Regions from separate parts of the Mus musculus genome. Here region 2 is linked to region 1. Evidence: chromatin contacts called from public HiChIP or PLAC-seq data. All regions are on one chromosome and are shown on one strand. Each heading gives the region's core, a stretch centred on a gene start, on an enhancer-like site or on the middle of the called end of the contact. The rest is flanking DNA. Distances are from core to core; before and after follow the strand shown.

Region 1 (4,692 bases), core at 1,377-3,876:
AGAATTGATTCTGTCTAAAGGAAATGCAGGGACAAGAGTGGATCAGAGCCGGGCGTGGTGGCGCACGCCTTTGATCCCAACACTCGGGAGGCAGAGGCAGGCGGATTTCTGAGTTCGAGGCCAGCCTGGTCTACAGGGTGAGTTCCAGGACAGCCAGGGCTATACAGAGAAACCCTGTCTCGAAAAAACCAAAAAAAAAAAAAAAAAAAGAGTGGATCAGAGACTGAAGGAAAGGTCATCCAGAGACTGCCCCACCTATTGGTCCATCCCATCAGGAGACACCAAACCCAGACACTATTGCTGATGCAAAGAAGCATTTGCTGACAGGAGTCTGGTATGGCTGTCTCCTGAGAGGCTGTGCCAGAGCTTTAACAAGCAGATGAGGATGCTTGCAGCCAACCATCAGACTGAGCAAGGAACCCTAATGGAAGAGTTAGGGGGAGGACTGAAGGACCTGAAGGGGTTTGCAACCCCACTGGAAGAACAACAAAATCAACCAACAAGACACCCCCCCCTTCCCCCCCAGAGCTCCCAGGAACTAAAGCACCAACCAGAGTACACATGAAAGGACCCATGGCTCCAGCTGCATATGTAGCAGAGCATATATGCCTTATCTAGCATACATGGAGGGAAGACCCTTGGTCCTGTGGTGGTTCCATGCCCCAGTGTAGGGGAATGCTAGATCAGTAAGGTGTGAGTGGGTTGGTGGATGGGTGGGGGAACTCGCTCATATAAGCAGGGGGCCAGGGGGATGAGATAGGGGGTTTGCTCCAAAGGGTAGCAGCTGATGGCTCTGATTTTATAAGAGACATACACGTGGGAATCTTATACTTATAACTAGAATAGCCTGGTTTTTTTTTTTAAGATTTATTTATTTTATGTATAGGAGTACACTGTAGCTGTCTTCAGACACACCAAAAGAGGGTATCAGATCCCATTACAGATGGTTGTGAGCCACCATGTGGATGCTGGGAATTGAACTCAGGACCTTCAGAAGAGCAGTCAGTGCTTTTATCCGCTGAGGCATCTCTCCAGCCCTAGAATAGCCTGTTATAAATGGAAATATGTCTAATTCTCATCAAACTTCTAGGGAAAAGCTGCCTTTTCTTTCCTCCCTTCCCTCCCATCCCATTTTTTGTTCATTTTAATCTTAAGATTTACTCATTGTTTTCATCAACTTTGTAATTGTAAGTTAACTTAATCCAAAAGAAAAAATTAACATTCTGATCCCAAGAAATTCTTTCAAGTTACAATTTAATATATTTTAATATATTTGCTCATAGAGCAAAGTATGAGGAGTCAATGGAAATGCTGTGGTTTGAAACAAATGGCATACACGGGATTCTAGGAACCTGCCTCTTAAACTGGAGACCATAGAAATGCACAGGGCCCATGATTGAATAGGAAAAAATTATTTTCATCCTCCACATGTTCTTAATTATGAACACAGGCAACCTTTGTTATTAAAGTGTGTAGTTTAGATATATTCAAATGCCATTTACAATTGTTTTCCAATTTAAAAATAACATTAGTTATTAGACTTGACGATGGCTCTGTTATTTAATTTTAAAAAGAGCACACATGTAATTACTTACATATATGAAACTATTGCAATACAACAAAAATTAAGTTGTTATAATTCTTTCAACCGTCTACTTCCTGTATAATCCTATATATTTCATCTTATGCATTTAAAGACATCTCTGTGGTAAGGTGTCTTGAGTTTGTCAATGGGATAATTAAGATTACTCTGGGCGCCTTCTTGCTGCTGGGACTTTTGGAGTAGACACAGCAGTCGCTGCCACTAAAGAGAAGAATTACCACACTTATGGCTGTGGTTCGGTGCTCAGTATTTCAGAGGCCTCCAGGCAGGCTACACACTGAAAAAACGTGCAGAATCTCTCACTGGTACAGAGTAGATTTGTCACAAATAGGAAAATATTAATTCACCCCCACAATATTCTTAATTATGAATGTTGGCAACCTTTGTTACTGGATAATCTGTGTAGTTTAAATTTCAAATGCCATTTACGATTGCTGTCACTGTGCATCCTAATGGGAAAAAAACCCCGCAAACTATGGCTCGGTAACTGTGTTACAAAGAGGAACTTCACTGGAGAAAAGGCAGGTATTTTTCTGAAATTCCGGATGCCAAGGGTAAGTAAGCCACGAAGACAGGAGGGAGCTCATTTCTGTCACGTGTTTTGCTTTGGGGACTCTGGCGACAAAACAGCCGACAACCCACTTCCTGTTGACTAAACAGCACCTCACCCTGCCAGAAAGGCCGGGCCGCTAAATCTGAGACTTCCGCGCTCGACTTTACAGGCTTCCGGTCCGCAGCGGGTTAAGCCAACCTCGGCGGCGTCGCGAGGATCCCACGCCTCAGGCAGACAGCCCGTTCCTCTCGCTGCTTCTCACGGAGAGTGACAGCTCGGAAGGCAAGAACCTCCCTCCAGTGCGTTGTCATCCGCAGCAGCGCACACTCCGTTCCAGCTCTGCAGCCTGGGTAACATTCCCTCGTCGTGACTCGTAGCGGCGCCGTTAGCTTACGTTGAAGCGTATGATTGGCTAGACACCTCTGACCGCACACGATTGGGTACTGGTGGCCAGGCTCCGCCCCTTCCCCACCTCCGTCCCGCGGTAGCCGGGTGTCCTCGCGCCGCTCGTCCGCGCGCTGCCTGGCAGTTTGCCTCTTCCTCGTCTGTCCTCCAGCTTGCGTCCATGGCCACCGCCGCGACCGAGGAGCCCTTTCCTTTCCACGGTCTTCTACCAAAGAAGGAGACCGGGGCCTCCTCCTTCCTGTGCCGCTACCCGGAGTATGACGGGCGCGGGGTGCTCATCGCCGTCCTGGACACAGGGGTCGATCCCGGGGCCCCGGGCATGCAGGTGAGGCGGCGCCCAAGGGCCCGTAGCCCAGAGGGCCGAGCCTGGAACAAGGCGGGGACCGGACGGGCCGGGGCGGCCCGGACAGCTCTGGGAGACCTCCAGGCCCTGTTCCCTGTCCACACAAAAGCGGTGTGGTCAGCGTGGCTGTTCGGGATCGGGGGCCGCGGGGAAGCTTTGCTGGTCAGCCTGGGCGTTCCAGGCCCCACACCTCTTCAGGGTCCGCACCCGACCTCGGCATGGGAAAATTTTACAGTTTTATAGGTCTGGGAGGGCGCGGGAGCGTGGGGGGCACCAACGATAGGGGTAACAGCCTTGAAGAGATCCTTAGTGATGTTTAAGAGATACTCGTTTTGGCAAGGCCAGCAAAGTGAGTTCCCAGAATTCGACCCAGTCCGCTTCCGGAATGGTTTCTTCTGATACTTTTGTTCTATTTTTAAGTTATTTGCTGGTGTTTGTTCAGGGTCCTTGAAATCTTTTGGGTTAGTCTTTTTTTTTTTTTTTTTTTCAAAGGGCCCGACTAATTTGTTTCGGGCGAACTTTTCAGGCCTTATAAAATGTGCATTTTAAACGAGAGAACATACTTTGATTACGACTTCCTAAAAATGACTTCATTTCCTTTATTCAAGTTAGAAGTCTTTAAGAGCAGGGACCTTACTGATGTTAAAAAAAAATGCCTGAATAAAATGTATTCTGTGTTTAAATAGCCTCTTACTAAAACCCCCTCATAAGTACTCTCTAACCTTTGTTGAAGAGCTTATCTGACTAAAACTAGAGTTTATTTACCCTCTTTTCGGTCCGTGGTCAGTTTATCAAATAGATAGATTAGATCACATTGATACCATCTTATCCTTGTTCCTCACAAAAGAGGGATACTAATTCCTCTCCTCCTAGCCCTTGATTTGTTTCCTCCAATCTTTAGTTTTCTCATTGTGCTGCCTAATAATTGACATAAATGGATGGGAAGGTAATTGACGTACATGTTAGAGGTTATTGGAAAGGATAGGAAAGAAGCCTGTGTGGACACTCTGGGACTCTCAGGGAATCCTGCTTCCAAGTGTTTGTTACTTCTTCCCCTTTCTGGTGCACACCTGAGCCCTGAAGCACACAGTGTCAGAGTCTCTGATTAGAAGTTCAAGTGACTACAGTTATTTTATTAATAGTAATTGCTAAGGTTTAAAACTTGGTAACAGCAATGACACGTTGTGAATTTATTACACAGTGGAAGTGCTTCCCAATACACAGGAGTGTGTGTTTACTTTTTGTAGGGTGTGGGAGAACAACTAGGGTAAGTGGCTCACTAGTTCTTAGCGTTAGAGGTTCAGAAAATCCTGAAGATTTTGGCGTAGTACTACTCAGTGGACATTTGTAGAATTTTTGGTTCTGGTTAGAGTATTTTGTTTCTGTAAAGTAACAGTTTTTACCCCATAGGATTACTTGATAATTGAGCAGCCAACACACATGATTTTACAGTGCTAAAGTGTTAAGTACTTTTTTTTTTTTTTAAAGTCCTGAATAAACACTAAATGCTAGCAGAAGGAGTTCATGTTGGGTCATTGTCTGAAGGGAAAATATGCTTGATATTTACACAAACATTAACATTTAGTCAATAAAACATTGAACCAAAAGAAAACATAAGATCATCCAGCATTTATTCTCAGATTCTAAACATGATCTTTTGTTTAAATTCAGCAAGGAACTTACATGGGTGACTTTGATTTTTTTTTTTTTTTCTTACCTGAGGAAATTATTTTGTAGCTCTGTGTGTACATCATTAAGGTAAAAAGCAAATAGAAATAAAAAGAGAAG
Region 2 (4,557 bases), core at 429-2,928, 110 kb after region 1:
GGCAACTCTATTATTCATTGCCCAGGGCATCAGAAGGAAAGAGATTCAGTGGCCCAGGCAATAACCAGGCAGATTAAGTGGCTTGAGAAGTGGATATGCAGGAGCATATCCTGGTTATGGGCCTAAAAGAGACACCAGCTGGGGAATGGAACTGGACTAAGGCATGGCCTCACTTAGAATATATGGAAGAAGAAAGGACTCAGATTGCTAGTCACCCTCCAACTATTACTTAGAGAAGGAAGGGCAATGGTGCACACAAGAAGGAAGATCTATACTCCCCAGAAAGCAAGCAAAAGACTTACTAGGCCAAATGCACAGGATGGACTCATTTAGGAGATAAAAAGCCCCCCAAGAGTGACTTTTCAGGCTGACAAGAATCTTATGTCTTGATTGCAAGCTTTCCAGACCAGCCACCAGGAATTGTGGCCTACACTTAGTGCCCCATATAATGCTGGTACCCCTGAGGTTCCACACGAGCACTAAGTTGGAGATTGGGTATATGTTAAGAGACATCTTGCTGAAAACTTGGAAGCAAAGTGGAAAGTGTTCCTGGTGTTGTTGAGTAACTGCCTGGGTTCACATAACTCATGTCAGACCAGCACGCCTGATGCCAAATGGATAGCAGCCAGACACTCAAGCAACCCCCCTTCAAGCTCAAGATCACCACCCTCTGGAAGGCCAGAGAAGCCATGAGATGGCAATGGTGTATCTTCCTTCAGGCACTGAGCCTCAGCAACCCCTCACAACTCTACCAAAGAGACTTGACAAGTACTCTAAGCCACTGGGGATGTAGCTTGGTCCACTACAGAGGAACACCTGCCTCATATCTGGTGGCTGGATCTTGTCTTTGATCTCTGTAAGTCAGCGTGGGCCTTGATTCCTGGGATATTCCCACTCTAGAGACACAGGAGAAGGGATTACTGGAATGTGGGGGATGAGGGATATGTGAATCTAAACTGTGTCCCAAAAGCAGCTTGGAGGGTGTGGACAACCAAAGTTGAGAAATGTCCTGCGAGAACCCCCCCCCCATATATGTGTTCTGTCAAAATGGGAGAATCCAGCAGCAGGCCCATCAGTGCTGGGGGGGCCAACCACTTTTTCTGTGCTACCTGGGAAGCATATAATGGAGACCATTCCGGAGGTAGTTAAAGATTCAGTGGCCAAGGTGAGAGAAGGGCTGGCCAAGTGGAAGAGAGAAAGAACAGAGTTAGGGCTGGTTAGAGTCTTGGTTTAAGTCCTCCCCTTGGTTAACCACCCTCATCCACCTTGTTAGGACCCCTAATTGTTGAGCTTTAGACCCTGCATAGTGAACAAACTTAAAGCCTTCATAAAAGAGAGGATAGGAGCAGTGCAGCTGATGGTCCTGCGCCAACAATATGAGACCCTGAGGACAGGACCTGAAGAATATGAGTTAGTTACTCAAGACCCCTGAGCATAGCTCTAGGATTGGAGCTTGTACAAGAAAAAAGGGGGAAAGAGGGACCCTAAGGGTTTTTTTCCCCCCAGTTCACATCCTCCTTACCACTTCCCCCTCCCACCTAGGATTAAGGCTAGGCCCAGTTCTCTTCTCCACCCACAGGAACATTTTGAGTAAAAAAATTCTCAGAATGTACTGACTGATAGTTACCTACCTGACCCTCTGAAAAGTCCCAGCTAGAGTTCAAATGTGTGTCATGCTTGCTAACCAGTAGATTTAAAGGTCAGTATGCTTAGCTAAGTTTGAACTCTAGGTCTGTGCCTGGAGCTGATCCTGTGCCACAGTGCTCCATTCACAAATATCGGCAGGAGAGACTTGGTCTCCCAGAAGGGCCAGCACACCCGTGAGCACAAGTAAGACCACTGCTTCTGCTCAAATTCCTGGCCCAAGAGGAGTCCACCCAGAGCAATCAGGACACAGGAAGCAAGGATCCTTCCGGTTTCTGTCTGCACACCAGAGCTGACCCTGTGCCACAGCTCTCCATACCTAAATTCCTCCCAGAGAGAACTGGTCTCCCATGAGTACTGAGACACAGGCTTGAAGGAGGGACAAGCCACAGAGACAGCAAGACTAGCTAACACCAGAGATAACCAGATGTCGAGAGGCAAGGGCAAGAACTTTAGCAACAGAAACCAAGGCTACTTGGCATCATCAGAAACCAGTTCTCCCACCACAGTGAGCCCTGGATACACACCAGAAAAGCAAGACTCTGATTTAAAATAACATCTCATGATGATTATAGGGGACTTTAAGAATGACATAAATAACTCCCTTAGAGAAATAAAGGAGGACACAGGAAAACAGCTAGAAGCCCTTAAAGAGGAAACACAAAAATCCCTTAAAGAATTAGAGGAAAACACAACCAAACAGGTGAAGGAATTGAACAAAACATTTCAGGATCTAAAAATGGAAATAGAAACAAAAAAGAAATCACAGAGGGAGACAACCCTGGGAGATAGGAGATGTAGGAAAGAGATCAGTAGTCATAGATGCAAGCATTACCAACAGAATACCAGAGATAGAAGAGAGAATCTCAGATGCAGAAGATACCATAGAAAACATTGGCATAACAATAAAAGAAAATGCAAAATGAAAAAAGGTCCTAACCCAAAACATCCAGGAAATCTAGGACACAATGAGAAGATGAAACCTAAAGATAATAGGTATAGAAGAGAGCAAAGATTCCCAACTTAATGTAAATATCTTCAACAAAATTATAGAAGAAAACTTTCCAAATCTAAAGAAAGAGATACTCATAAACATGCAAGAGGCCTACAGAACTCCAAATAGATTGGACCAGAAAAGAAATTCCTCCTGTCACATAATAGTCAAAACACCAGAATATTAAAAACAGTAAGTGAAAAAGGCCAAGTAACATATAAAAGCTACACCCTAGAAAAAGCAAGAAAGTAATCTTTCAACAAACCCAAAAGAAGATAGCCACACAAACAAAAATAACATAAAAAATAACAGGAAGCAAAAATCACTATTCCTTAATATCACTTAACATCAATGGACTCAATGCCCTATCAGAATTACACCATACTTCTTATGAGAGACTATGAAAGCTGGAAGATCCTGAGCAGATGTTATACAGACCCTAAGCGAACACAAATGCAGCCCAGGCTACCATATGCAAGAAAACTACCAATTACCATAGACAGAGAGACTATTCCATGACAAAACCAAATTTACACAACATTTTCCCACAAATCCAGCCCTACAAAGGATAATAGCTAGAAAACTCCAACTCAAGGAGGGAAGAAACTACACCCTAGAAAAAGCAAGAAAGTAATATTTCAACAAACCCAAAAGAAGATAGCCACACAAACAAAAATAACATAAAAAATAACAGGAAGCAAAAATCACTATTCCTTAATATCACTTAACATCAATGGACTCAATGCCCTAGTAAGAAGACATAAAATAATAGACTGGATAAGTATATAGGTTCCAGCATTTTGCTGCAGACAGGAAACACACCTCAGGGAAAAAGACAGACACTACCTCAGATTAAAGATCTGAAAAACAATTTTCTAAGCAAATTGTTCCAAGAAACAAGCTGGAGTAGCCATTCTAATATCGAATAAAGTCAACTTTTAACCAAAAGTTATCTAAAAGGATAAGGAAGGGCACTTTATACTCATCAAAGAAAAAATTCTACCAAGATGAACTCTCAATTCTGAACATCTATGCTCCAAATGTAAGGGCACCCACATTCATATAAGAAACTTTACTAAAGCTCAAAGCACACATTGTACCTCACATAATAATGGTGGGAGACTTCAACACCACACTCTCATCATGGACAGATCATGGAAACAGAAACTAAACAGAGACACATTGAAACTAACAAAAGTTATGGAACAAATGAATTTAACATATATTTATAGAACATTTCATCCTAAAACAAAATATGCCTTCTTCTCAGCACCTCATGATACCTTCTCCAAAACTGACCATATAGCTGTCACAAAATAGGCTTCAACAGACACAAGAAGATTGAAATTATCCCATGCATCCGATAAGATCATCATGGACTAAGGCTAGTCTTCAATAGCAAAGAAAAAAACCAAATCAAACCAAACCAAACCAACCCAAACCAACCCAAACCAACCCAACCCAACCCAACCCAACCAAACCAAACCAAACCAAACCAAACCAAACCAAACCAAACCAAACCAAACCAAACCAAACCAAAACCAGAAAGCCCACACACATGTGGAAGCTGAACAATACCCTACTGGTCTAAAATTCCAACCAAAAGAATGCAAGACACACATACATGTGGAAGCTGAACAACCCTCTACTCAATGATAACTTGGTCAAGGAAGACATAAAGAAAGAAATTAAACACTTTTTTTTTCTTAGAATTTAATGAAAATGAAGACACATCATACCAAAACCTATGGGACACTATGAAAGCAGCGATAAGAGGAAAACTCATAGCCCTAAGTGTTTCCAAAAAGAAAGTGGAGAGAGCTTACACTAGCAGCTTAACAGGACACCTGAAAGCTCTAGAACAAAAAGAAGCAAATACACCCAAGAGGAGTAGACAGCGGGAAATAATCAAACTCAGG

Evidence for each region. HiChIP or PLAC-seq counts read pairs in DNA pulled down with a chosen protein or histone mark.
Region 2: a contact with region 1 is called in a Foxp3 HiChIP or PLAC-seq map of regulatory T cells, with 3 times the contacts expected there. The contact joins the enhancer-like site here to the promoter of Tpp2 in region 1. A contact is called at or near these places in 8 of 39 promoter capture datasets (the 3T3-L1 cell line, 3T3-L1-derived adipocytes, the HPC-7 cell line and 3 more), 1 of 15 datasets of contacts at CTCF or cohesin (the NIH/3T3 cell line), 7 of 484 Hi-C or Micro-C datasets (CD4 T cells, CD8 central memory T cells, Sertoli cells and 4 more), 18 of 115 datasets of contacts at active chromatin or transcription factors (the 230-238 cell line, CD8 T cells, bone marrow-derived macrophages and 13 more) and 3 of 9 other capture datasets (adipose tissue, liver and pancreatic islet).

What each region holds. Positions count from the first base shown.
Region 1 is chr1:43,931,368-43,936,059 of GRCm38.p6, forward strand. Tpp2 (tripeptidyl peptidase II) reads left to right here and starts at 2,627. Exons shown (of 29, transcript NM_001310540.1): 1 at 2,627-2,886. The coding sequence starts at 2,722.
Region 2 is chr1:44,046,138-44,050,694 of GRCm38.p6, forward strand. No RefSeq gene overlaps it. Among named protein-coding and RNA genes, the nearest start is that of Mettl21c, 28 kb to the left of the region's middle. Within about 2 kb of position 1,679, at least 2 of the 459 cell types and tissues checked have an H3K27ac peak or open chromatin away from gene starts, as enhancers often do. A contact at or near this core is called in Th17 cells and regulatory T cells, where this site is marked.